Regions from separate parts of the Zea mays genome. Here region 1 is linked to region 2. The links are chromatin contacts, called in public Hi-C maps. All regions are on one chromosome and are shown on one strand. The core of a region is the stretch at or near the end of the contact, and the rest is flanking DNA. Distances in the headings are between cores, read along the strand shown.

Evidence for each region. Hi-C and Micro-C count contacts between places; a contact is called where the count stands out from the background.
Region 1: a Hi-C map of endosperm shows a contact between it and region 2, with 5 times the contacts expected there. The contact joins the enhancer-like site here to the promoter of LOC100304255 in region 2. A contact is called at or near these places in 7 of 25 Hi-C or Micro-C datasets (bundle sheath, ear, endosperm and 2 more).

What each region holds. Positions count from the first base shown.
Region 1 is chr5:44,240,278-44,246,095 of Zm-B73-REFERENCE-NAM-5.0, forward strand. No RefSeq gene overlaps it. Among protein-coding and RNA genes, the nearest start is that of LOC100304255, 92 kb to the left of the region's middle. Within about 2 kb of position 2,429, at least 4 of the 20 cell types and tissues checked have an H3K27ac peak or open chromatin away from gene starts, as enhancers often do. A contact at or near this core is called in endosperm, where this site is marked.
Region 2 is chr5:44,147,387-44,153,452 of Zm-B73-REFERENCE-NAM-5.0, forward strand. It overlaps LOC100304255 (RING/U-box superfamily protein), which reads right to left and starts at 4,142. Exons shown (of 9, transcript NM_001165698.1): 1 at 3,990-4,142; 2 at 2,552-3,004; 3 at 2,292-2,466; 4 at 1,890-2,184; 5 at 1,643-1,715; 6 at 1,456-1,546; 7 at 1,070-1,149; 8 at 711-989; 9 at 212-614. The coding sequence starts at 4,034. The coding sequence ends at 753.

The DNA.
Region 1 (5,818 bases), core at 1,179-3,678, 91 kb after region 2:
CAGATCTAGACGATGTAGAGTCAAATAGGGGTGGAGGTGGATATGCGGAAAACTACAATTAAGGCTAGTCTACATCTACTCCTAGGGCAGGAATGATAAAGAAAGTAATTAGTTCGATTGGAATGTGTTCGGGAGTTCTCAATCGGCCGTATCCCTTCATATATATAAGGGAGGTCTGGACCCATTCTTAGGCGATAGCTAACAAACCACACGTGATTAGATGGATAACGACGCACGAGATAAAGGATAATCATCCGAGTTAATCTGATCACGGGGCGCGGACCGCCCGGACTCTAGGGCTAGACCATCGCCACTTTTGGTGTTCACACATGCCCCTTGCCTTTTGGTGGAGCTTGGCAAACCAAAAGCATCAGCGAAAACTTCAAAAATAATTGACCTCATGAGTTATTTTTGTTCATAAAGTAAGGACTCAGCTCGATGCAAGTCATCGGCTCTTATGATTAAATAATATAAATATTTGACATAACTTTGATGCATAGAGGCTATTTCGGATTGCATCATCATCAGCCATGTCTGCCTGATCAACATGTCAATAGGCAAAAACTTGTGGTGCCCCCAGCCCGAATAAGCAAACGGATTGAGCTAGCAATATAGATTCATCGTCGTACCACCCCACATTCGAGTAGTACAACACATCGACGATGGCTAGAACGGGAAGCACCATGCATCCTTGAAAGAGGGTGACTAGACAATCTTCGCTGCGCTATCTTTTGGGCCGGTTTAGTTGGCCTCTGCTTTCGCACAGATCACCCTTTCGACTTTGTTTGTTTTATTGGCCGGTTGTGTAGAACGACCTTCTTCTTCATATATTTAGCAAGCAGCTGATCAAAAGTAGAGCTGACTCTGCTGAGTCGACCAGACGTCTTGGAATGTTTTGCTTCCTAATATTTGCTTTGGAACGTTGTGGTCCCACGGTCTGAGGTTGTTGTTGCTTCTGGTTGTCTGCGGACCGTCCGACCTTCATAGCCGGACTATCCGCGCCTTTCCTAGACTGTCCGGCCTTAGTACCCGGACCGTCCGGCGTCACATGACAGGTGACCGTGATCGGGTGTCCGACCGTGCTCCCCCCCACCCCTAGTGCCTCCGGTCTTCCTTTTGTTCGGAGCCTTCTGAGTAACCACCCTACGTGATATATTTGGCGTGCGAGGATCACCAATGACGATATTTTTATCTTTGCTTTTATCGGTCGCACATGGCCGAACTAAGATTTTTTTTGCTCGTCGGGTCTAATGTGGTGACAGGGACATGTGGCCTATCAATCTTCACCTCCTTTTGAAATCTCAACCGGCCTTCGTTTATAGCCGATTGTATTTGGCGACAGAAGACAACACAATCACTGATGTTACGGAGAAAGGAGCCATGCCATTTAGTCAACAACTCAACATTAGACAAGTTGTAATGTGATTTAATTAGCACAGCAACCAAAACAAGAGGGTCTTGCATGGGGCAGGGCAGACTTATCTAAGCTGGGTTGTTCTTAGGACGGAGAAGTGAACCAAGCACAACCATATATAATAACCTTGTGACCATATAGTGCGCGTCGCCACTATATATAGGGACTTATCAATACTGACCTGACCTCAGTGCTTCGAAAAGACTCCTTGGAAAATGGCTCCAGCATTTTGGTGACCTGATCTACTGCTACGTACGTACGTACTGTAGTACTCTGTTGCTAAAGGAGACATCATGGAGCAATATGTCTGAAATTAAAGCAAGTTGCTGCAGAGTCGGAAACGACGACCATGCATGATGGAGTGTGTGGAATCTGACTCACACTCGATTATCGCCAGCTTCTTAAGGCTGAGGTCACAAGGACATATACATATACATGAACATGCAAATTCAAAATTATAGATGGCGAGATAGACAGACGGATGATCTGCGTAACACTAACAACTAATCTACGCAGCTAGCTAGCTATGCATGGTACTACCTTTATATATACATCTGTCGACGACCTTTTTTTTTTTTTTTGGCTAGATATGCTCATATGCAAGTGACGACGATAGATGGGCTAGCGGTGTGGGGAGTTAAGGCAGTGGATGCCGGCCGTCTATAATCACGTCATGTTGGTATGGTATGTACCTGGGAAGCAGAGGATTGTCTGAATGAAAGACGTTACGGGGGGAAAGCTCCATTTCCACTCAAATGTTCCAACAGATAGATTTGGAGGGATGGGTGTTGAGTTATATCCACACAACGAACCCCTACCTACGACGAGTGACGACAGGGTCCGTTTCCGTATACATTGTATGTAGTATACAGAGCTGATGGCATCTTGTACGCACGCACATATGACACGAACAAGCTCGTACGTACGTACGTACGCCATGTGTGGGGCGCTCGCCTCGCTCTCGTCGTAGATGACACGCCGCACCGCAGCAGCAACAACACATGTATTTTGTTTTATGACAATGTGACGGTGGACTAGTGGTTTATTTCTGTTATAAACGGTGGCCTCAAAGCTAGCCCTCACCCGTCGTGGCCTGGACCGCGAAGCCCATCTGATACTAGCACCGCGCGACGGGTATCTCTCTTTTCTTTTTGGCCTGTTTAGTTTAGCTTTTTTCTGATCAGCTTTTCTGAAAATTTGGCTGTGAGGAGAATCTGACTGTGGGAAGAATCTGATTATCATTACAGTTACATGTGGAGGAAGATAAAGTTATTCATAGGACTTAGGATCTAGAAAGTGACGGATTCCTATTATTACAACGACTCAACCAATTATGTGTTCATGTTGATTTTGGATGGTTTTTGTCCCAACGAATTTTATAGAAGCTGGCTGAAAAGCTGAGCGTTTGGCAGTCTGCAGCAGCTTTTGGTGGCCAGAAGCTGTCAGAAGCCGAAACAAACGGGGCCTTTATATGTAAAAACAATCGAAAACTACAATTTTATATTTTCTCGGTTCTAAAATAAAATTTGTTTTAACTTTTTAGAGGATTCATACAATACTTAGTATATGTAATATATATATATATATATACATTTATAATCATATAGTTGAATATAGACATAAAAATCAAGCAAATGCTATTTTGGAACAGATGAAGTATTAAACTTCAATAAATTATAGTTATGTGTGCCTACCGTCTGGTTGGTGCGGCAAAGGTCTAAGGGTTGATTTGGTGACCAAGGATCACAGAGACTAAAGGGGATTAAAGGGAAATTAGTTTATTTTTCCATCAATCCTATCTAATCCTCTGTGATCCCCTTGTCACCAAATCAACCCTAAATATTTTTTTATAGATGGGCCTCCACTGTCTGTAACAGGTTCTAGTTTGCATTATATCTATATAAATTTATTCTGCATTTTAGGGTTTTATTTTTAAGATGCATTGTTTGATCGTGTACGTTTGTTTAATTTGGAATCAATTTAGGGGTGAGAACAATGGAGACAGGCTAAACCCTGCCTCTTTTGTATTCTGCTAAGTCTAGGTATTTTACATTTACACCATGTCTAGCAGTCTATCTGTAGTTTACCCAAAATACTGTTTTGCATTGTTCGCATAGTGAAGTTTGAATATGATTATGGAGATGAGGTAAACTACTGGAGATAATCTTAGTATTCAGTAGATTTGCTTGAGTACTCTATATTTTTTTAGTTCTTGTTTTAGCATTTCATGTGATATAGAACAGTAAATTATGAAAAATATATATGTATTAAATGTTTGCAACACATAATTAGGTGCAGGGTTTTTAAACAAAGTATGGTTGGATCATCCATTCCACCAATCACATGGATCTCGATGAGGGTTGTTTCAGCTTTGGGTATATCGTTGGATGTTGTTAGGGGGGAAAAGTATGACCCTCTTTAGAAAAGGTATCTCATAAAAGCAGTCTCAAAGTTGAATGCAATGTTTATATTCAGTGCTAGTCCATCTAGTCAAGTATTGACCACATAAGCTTTAAGAGCTCCTGATTGAGTACCGTGGACGATATCAAAGGATTTGCGTAATCGCTGACTTTCCTTATTGTTGTTTTCTTGAGAGGGCATGTAAGCTATTTATGTTCCAAGCAAACTATGAAAAATAAATCAAGGTACATCACCATTCCTTATTAAATATGCTCTTTTATTTAAATTCCCCAACTTCTTGTAATGGTGCTGCAGTGTAGAACAATCTTGAAGATACAGAGTTCATCAACCTAGAAATCCCTAACTTCAATGTATATGTTGTTTGGTGGTGGTGTGCTACATGGTAGAAGAAAACATCGTCGGCCATTGTGGTGACCTTTTCATGGGAGATCATGGGTGGATACGAAAAAAGCGGGCATTGTAGCGAGCTCATCTAGAGGAAACAAAAATATACACAACAACACTAATGTGACAACTGACTACAATGATGACATTGATTCTACGCCATTGCCCCCTCGCCTTCCACCCCTAATATGACAGCTGAGGACTATAATGTTGATGATGATTTTATGCCAATGCCCTTAACATCCAACCCCCAATGTGACAACTGATGACAAAAATGATGACGATAATTATGCCAATGACCCTCGCCATCCACCCCCTAATATGATAGCCGAGGACTACAATGACGACGATGATTTTATGCCAATACCCCCTCAACATCCACCCCTAATATGACAGTTGAGGACTACAATGACAATGATGAATTTATGCCAATGTCCCCTCACCATCCGCCGCTATCTCCAAAGAAATCAAATTTAAAATGGTTATGAATATAAAAATATCACTTAGCTCGTTTCATCTTTTATCTAAACATGTGTTTTCCGCTTACCACAAACTTTCGCTTTTAATTGGTGTCAACCAAAATAAGCCTTGTAGGGACAATTTTATCTTTTGAGGTGGCTTAAAAAAGAAAAACAACATAAAGAATAAAAAACATTGAATAAAAAAATTAACGTATCTAAATTTATATATGTTTAAGAATTTGAAATGCTTGTGGATCGAGGGTTAAAAGAAATGAGATGTACGGATTTAACTGCCATTAAGAAAGGCTTAGAACAACTTCAAAAACATATATTCTTCCTACAAGTGATTTGTAGAAAGAGAGACTTTACTAAAAAATCTATCCAACAATGTCTTTAATTAAATCTCTAAAGCAGATAATTAGCAGCTAAAATGTTTAGAACATGTGAGCTAATTGACTAACTAATTGTTAGCTATACCCTAAATAGTCATTAGTTGTTAGCTGCTCTACCTCAACTAAAACCGGCTAATAACTCATAAGTTGACTAACAACTAGCTCTAGAGGTTTAAAATAGAATATATATATATATATAGGTGGTTTATATTTTAGATTTCTCGTTAGCTAAAAATAAAGAGCGAGGGTGACTTCCAAGGGTGTCTATAAAATATAGAAAAAGTGTTAAAAAAGTATAAAGATATAGGAATTAATTTGCTCATGACTTTTAAAATGATGATTTGTAGGGTAAATTTCAGAAAGATAGTTGGAGAAGCAAGTTGTGCAGGCAGGCCTATCCTCGTCCTTCCAGTGCCATCCATGCATCTGCCGAGTTCCTATCGACCCATGGGCTGAACCCCACAACATTTCAAAAACATAATGGGCCGGACCATCAAGATATATTATGCTTATTAATACCTTTTAAAGGCGCAACTCACTGTAAGTCCAGAAACCATCAACGTCAAACACAAACAATTGGCAGAGGGAGACGAGGATTACTCGAAATAAATAAAAAAAAACTGGAGACGAGGGGATGGGTGCGTCAAGAAAATTAAGGTAGTGTTGGGTTCTAAAGCATGGTGGGATGGAATGGAACAACACTATTTCTAATTAATTAATGTTCGAATTGATTCCATATAAAACAA
Region 2 (6,066 bases), core at 2,892-5,391:
GAGGTATGGGCCCGTTGAACGACACGGCACGGCCCGGTTAAGTGGTCGGGCCTAAACGTGCCGGGCCGAGTCGGGCTCGGGTTGGACCGTGCCACCCGTTGAACATCTATACTCAACGCAAACATCTTCTGGATTCGAGAAGCAGCATCACTTGGGTATTTCAATCGCTCGCATTGCATACAATTCTGTAGTTCTCAGTTGAGACAATTGTATCACAATTCAATCTGAGGATTTCTTCCGTTCCGTGCCGGCTAGCAAACCTCAATATACTGGAAAGGTACATTTCATTGATGTATATCTATATGGGGCTATACTCGCAACTCACAACTATAAGCTGCACACACTTACCGAAGTACTTCTATAATGCATTAGATCTATTAAGCTTAAAATGAATAACAGATACATTTGAAGTCAAACTACCGGACTAATACACAAACATATCGTGTTTTGCTTCATCTCTGCGTGATGTATAATGATATCCGTGAGCGCCCTCCACGTGGCATATGAAGATATGTTTTTCCAGGTTTCAGCTTGTGACTGGTGCCGCGTTGAATGAGCTATACTTGCTGTACAGATAAAAAAAACAGCTGTTCACACCCATACCATTTCATAATCTGCAAAGATAACATCAAAATAAGAGGTAAGCATATTAGCAGGCACAGATCATGGGAATTTTTGCACTCCTTGAGAAAAAGAAGAGAAACCACTACCTTTTTTTTGGTGCTGGATTTTTGCACCAAGAACCTGAATCATCACACAGCATTGTTCCCAGAATTTGGATCGTGCCCTTGCTGAGCGTCATCGTTGTCATTTCCACCATCATTTCCAGATTCTTGGTGCTGTGCAGCATTGGCAGCCTGCTGAGCCAAACGCTGATTCCTCCTAGCTCTCCACCTCAAATACTCTACTAGTAGAGAGTTCGTACTAATAGCAATACCAAACCCAGTGAATGAGGAGAGTAAGACTGCAAGGACTGGATTCACTTTCAACTGAATGTAATCACAAGACAACAATCAGTGCCACACAAACATTTATCTGCAATAGATGTCACCCAAGTCGAGTTTCGTACCACATTGTAGAAGATATGAGCAAACAGGATAACGATAGCAAACTGGAATGAAGCATACGCCCATAGATAGCTCTTCGACACTGTTGGAACAAAGAAAAGATGGGTTTTAGTTGAAGTGAGAATAAAACTTCACTAAATAACATAAATTCAACCATAAGAAAACAGGTGAAATTTAGGTTTTTCGAACATATTAGAGAGCTGTGATTCTATTATATTAAGAAGAAAAAGGGTATAATAAATTCCAAATAATGAAGAAACAAACAACCACCTCAACACACATGCCCACACATGCTCACACAGAACACAAACAAGGGGCGAACCACCAAGGACTGCAAGTGCTTATTATAACAGTATGAAAGGAAAGGGACGAGGGTACGGTTAATCACCCATAGTTGATGCTATCATTGAAGAAAGGAGGCCTAACACACACGAGAAAGGCAACGAAATTGCCAGTGCACGTGACTGCAAATCAGTAACCTGTTCAACGAAAGTACATGTCACAAAAGAATGGAGAGAAAAGTAATGTTGAACATTCAAATGTACTAGTAAATGAGGTAAGCAACGGCAACAAACCAGGAGTTGTTCCAAGAAACAGAAGTACGCAAGCATGCTAACCATCACCAGAATTGGAATGTCCTGCCAAAATCTGTCAGAAACTGAAGTCAGAGTGTAACGAGCATGCAAACCCATCAAGAAATAAAACAAAAACAGTGAAGATGTCATAGGTCCATCAATGTAGCATGATAGAACCAATCTACTCTCTCTCTCTCTCTCAACTATCTTTGACTTATGCTATTTTTTCGGACAAGGCTAATCTTACCTGTATTGTTGAGCTGCTCTCTGCTGAGCAGCATTTGCTACCCGCCTGTTTGCAGTTTGAGTTGGTATTCTCAGTAACATCACTGGCAGATTCTGAACTTCTTGTTTACAGACATCACATATCTTGTTTCCCTTGATGCTAAACCATTTGACAGCACAGTCTTGGTGTGCAAGTGCAAGTTCTCCTTTGCAGCTGCACTCCATTTTAAGTGTTTCACCTCCTTCGTTGAGTTCAACAAAACAAATTCTGCAGACTGCCTCTTCTTCAGGAATATCTTCGCCTCCATCTTCAGGGACTGTCAGGTACTCAACAATGCACTTACATGAGCCATGGTGCTTTTATGAAGCAAGATTCAATTTGGGTAGTTATCATAGTACTATAGAGGACTGTAAGAGTTTATACCATCGATTGTTTCTTCAATTATATCGCTTGATGTGGTTGCTTCGACTGGGACAGGTCTTGGGGTTGTTGGAATCACACGGATGACACCTAATGAATCTGCCCTCCTCAAACTTCTGTTTTTGCGATTTCCAGGTACTGAAAGTGAGCGCCTAATTTTTGCTTCAACTCCTTCATTCTGCTAGTAGTGTAAATAAAATCTTAATGCACTGGTAGTAGACTATTTATGGGCACAGCTTAGCAGAAAAAATATATGTACTTACAGTTGTAGTTGGCAGGGTATCTAATTGATTTGGAGGAGATGCAGCCTTGTCAGTAGTTCCTACAGGCGTTACTGGAAGAGAATGGGTCCTTTTTGCCGATAATGAGTTAATGACCTTTCTAAAAGAAAATGATCTTGCTGTGCTTGGATTATCCTGCTGCCCTTCAGATGACGTCCCAGGATTTAGAAGGACCACTCGATCACCTTCCTGGGCTGAACTCCTTGCTCTGAAACTGTGCTGAGGATTCATGTTCTTGATAGATGATTTTGTTCTCGTCGAATTAGGTCTCGGTGGCAAACCCACTCTCGTTGAACTGGGGCTGCAGGATATAGTAACTCTTGTCGATGAAGGTATATTGGTATCCAAGGTCCTAGCTGGTATTTGCAAAGAAAGGTTTGGCCTTCGCGAATTATGCCCAGGTGTAGTTTGGCCATTGCCATCCTGAACCGGTGCCTACACAGTCAAGTAAACAATACATCCAGAAACCATGGTCAAATAAACCAGATAAAGCTTGGTAAATGAGTGACGCAAAAAAGAGGAACCCCCATCACTTCCATGAAAGAGGGGCTTCATTTACCCATGATACCTCATCAAGCTTTATGAACAAATGGAGTGACAATATCCCGTATGTCCGCCGGAGTCTAAATTTACATGTCGACAAAAGAAAGTAAACTCAAAAGGAACGAAACTGAAACAGGCCATTAAATCCTCTTTTGATTTCCCCAATTCTATTCATAATGTCTGGCCGCGGCACAATCACATGGACATGCCGTAAATTAAAAATGCTAGTTCTTTAAGGTGTAACCTAGAGAATTCATGCGGTATAAGATTCTGAATCTGGCCTGGTATTACATTACTCAGAAGACGTTGAGCTAAATATGCACGCAATTGAATTCTACAGCTATACTTGTGGTGACATAATCACAGAGTTACCCAGTACACGGAAATAAAGAAAACTGATACAATACAGCAGTTTCATCAGAAAGGTAAAGGGCCTCAAAATAGAATCTAATCCAATTTTAGCTCATGTGACATGTGACACAGTGGTAGTACAAGGAGTCCAGTTAGGAAAAGAAGAGCAATTAATCACTGCCGAGGGAAAACTGCCGGATGAAGCAAAGCAGGAAATATTCGATCTTCTGGTCCTAATCTAGTTTGCCAAAAAATAAAAATAAAAAGAAAACCGAAGCGCAAAAGAGCAGAACAAAGATTCTCCCAGCTCAGCCACAATTCACCAGCAAAGGTCGCATCTTTGGAGTTGTAGCTAATCTAAGATCCAATTTAAATCCAATCAGATGAGAACAAGTAGGTGGTAATCGGTGGCGCGTAGTCTTCGCACGGGAATCAAGAAATTGGCAGAGCATGAGCCAAAACTGTACGAGAAATGGAGGGGGCAAATCTCAGGGGAGTAGGGCAAAGCAGGGCGTACGAATCTCACCGCTCGATCACCGGAGTACGGGGACGGTCCCTCGGCGCTCTCCATGAAGGATTCGATGAGCTCGAGGAAGAGCCGCAAGAATCCAGGGAGGGTGGGCAAGTGGTGTCGAAGTTCTTGGGCAGCAGCTCAGGGGAAGCGGTCCGGGAGCTGAAGGGCGCTTTTGCAAAGGCCAGTTTGTTGCCCGGGTCCATACTTTATCCTATTTACACCCTCCGTCTTAAAACAGTTGATATTGCAGATTTTCGAAAAATCAATTATTTTAAATTTTAACCATCTCTATTATATAAAGCATCGGTTTCATGGCCGTCCCGCGTCACCATTTTTCTTCCTGCTTAATAAAAAATGGAATAAAATTATACACAAATAAGAATTGAACTTTGATTGTTAAGACAACTTATATAATATACAAAAACTGTAGTAATGCATGGACTTATATACATATATATACACACACGTGCACATATCAATATTTATTTATAGTGCATAGTTAGTATTATTAGATAGATCTTTAAATTTTGTGTATAAATTTATATAGAGATATAAATGTTGCTAATAGTTTTTTTTATAAATCTAGTCAAATTTAGAAAATTTGGACCTATATAAATATTATAGCAATAACTATTGTAGAACAAAGTGAGTAGTCCTCTAGAGGTGAAGGAATGGTTAGATATTTGGAGGGATATCTAAAGGGAAAAATATTTGGTGGAAGACCACCTTAGTCCAGTTTGAACTCTTCTTTTACCTCCATTTTTTCCTGGACTATGAGACTAGACATTCACCCCAAATACCACTCGTTTTGAAAACGATTCAAACTTTGCCTTCATCTTCCATTCCACCATTACTAGATTTCTTTAGATTGGTTGAAATCGAGTTTTTTCTAACTTTGAGCAATATTTTTAACATATACATTGTAGACTAATGCACTATTAAGAAGTAAGTCAACGGGTCTTACAGAACTAACATGTTATTGATGTTGGTATATTTTCATATAAATTTGGTTAAGGTTTTAAAAAATAACTTTGAAAATATAAATGGCCTATATTTTAAAAGGAGGAAACATAATGTTGTTGGGGTTGAGCTCGTTCGAGTCGGTCAAGAGACTGAGTCGGACACTATCTCGCACTTTTATCGGGGTGCAACAATCTTATGGTTGTGATTCCTTACATACTGCATATATAAACAAAGAAGGTTGGCATATGAACCAACGTTCATTGTAGCCTCCTCTCTTATACAACACCTGTGTCACACCCGGATTTCGGGGGCACTAAGATCCGGGCGTGAACATAATCACCAAGTGTGTTGGGACCAAGTCTCACACATATGATAAATCATGGTACAGAAACGAATGTCACATCATTTATATATAATAGAGTCCTGTACAAAATAGTTAAATAATTATATCATATAAAGACAGCGATCCGGCAACCCAAAGTTGACTGGGAGACGGCGGCCTAGACCTCTCACGAACTCATCATAGCATCCTCCATACGCATCATCCTGTGGTACCTGTTCTTGACCTGTGGGAGTGTGAGACAGCAAGGGTGAGCTCACATACGTTCATCGCTCAACAAGTTGTGGGGAATAATGTGCATGAACTCGCCAAAGGTGGGAGCTCATGTGAAGTGTAAGGCTTACCAAAGAGGATGGCTAAAGCTGAGTATTGCTTTTAAAGTTGGTCAAAAATTTATTAGCAGTTACTAAGTGTAAGTAGATACCAACCCAAATAAGTAATAGATCAAAATTGGTAACAACACCCGCGATGCAATGCATATGACAAATTAAGTTTGGTTCCATAAATTAATCATGTGAGGGTCCGAGCCGCTCATGACCGTGAGCACGGCTAATATACCAGTTTTACACTCTTCAGAGGTTGCACATCTTTACCCACAAGTCATGTTACACATCTGTCAAGGGGTCATGAATCCCATACACCTCTACCAAGGAAGCGAGGAAGGGTAACACTACGAGGCCTTTACAAAGTTCCACTAGCTTCAGAAAACCTGCTACAGTTTCTAGGAAGTCCTAATACAGGGATCCCTCGTCTGACCGCCATCGCAGCAAAATCAACCCGAGGATC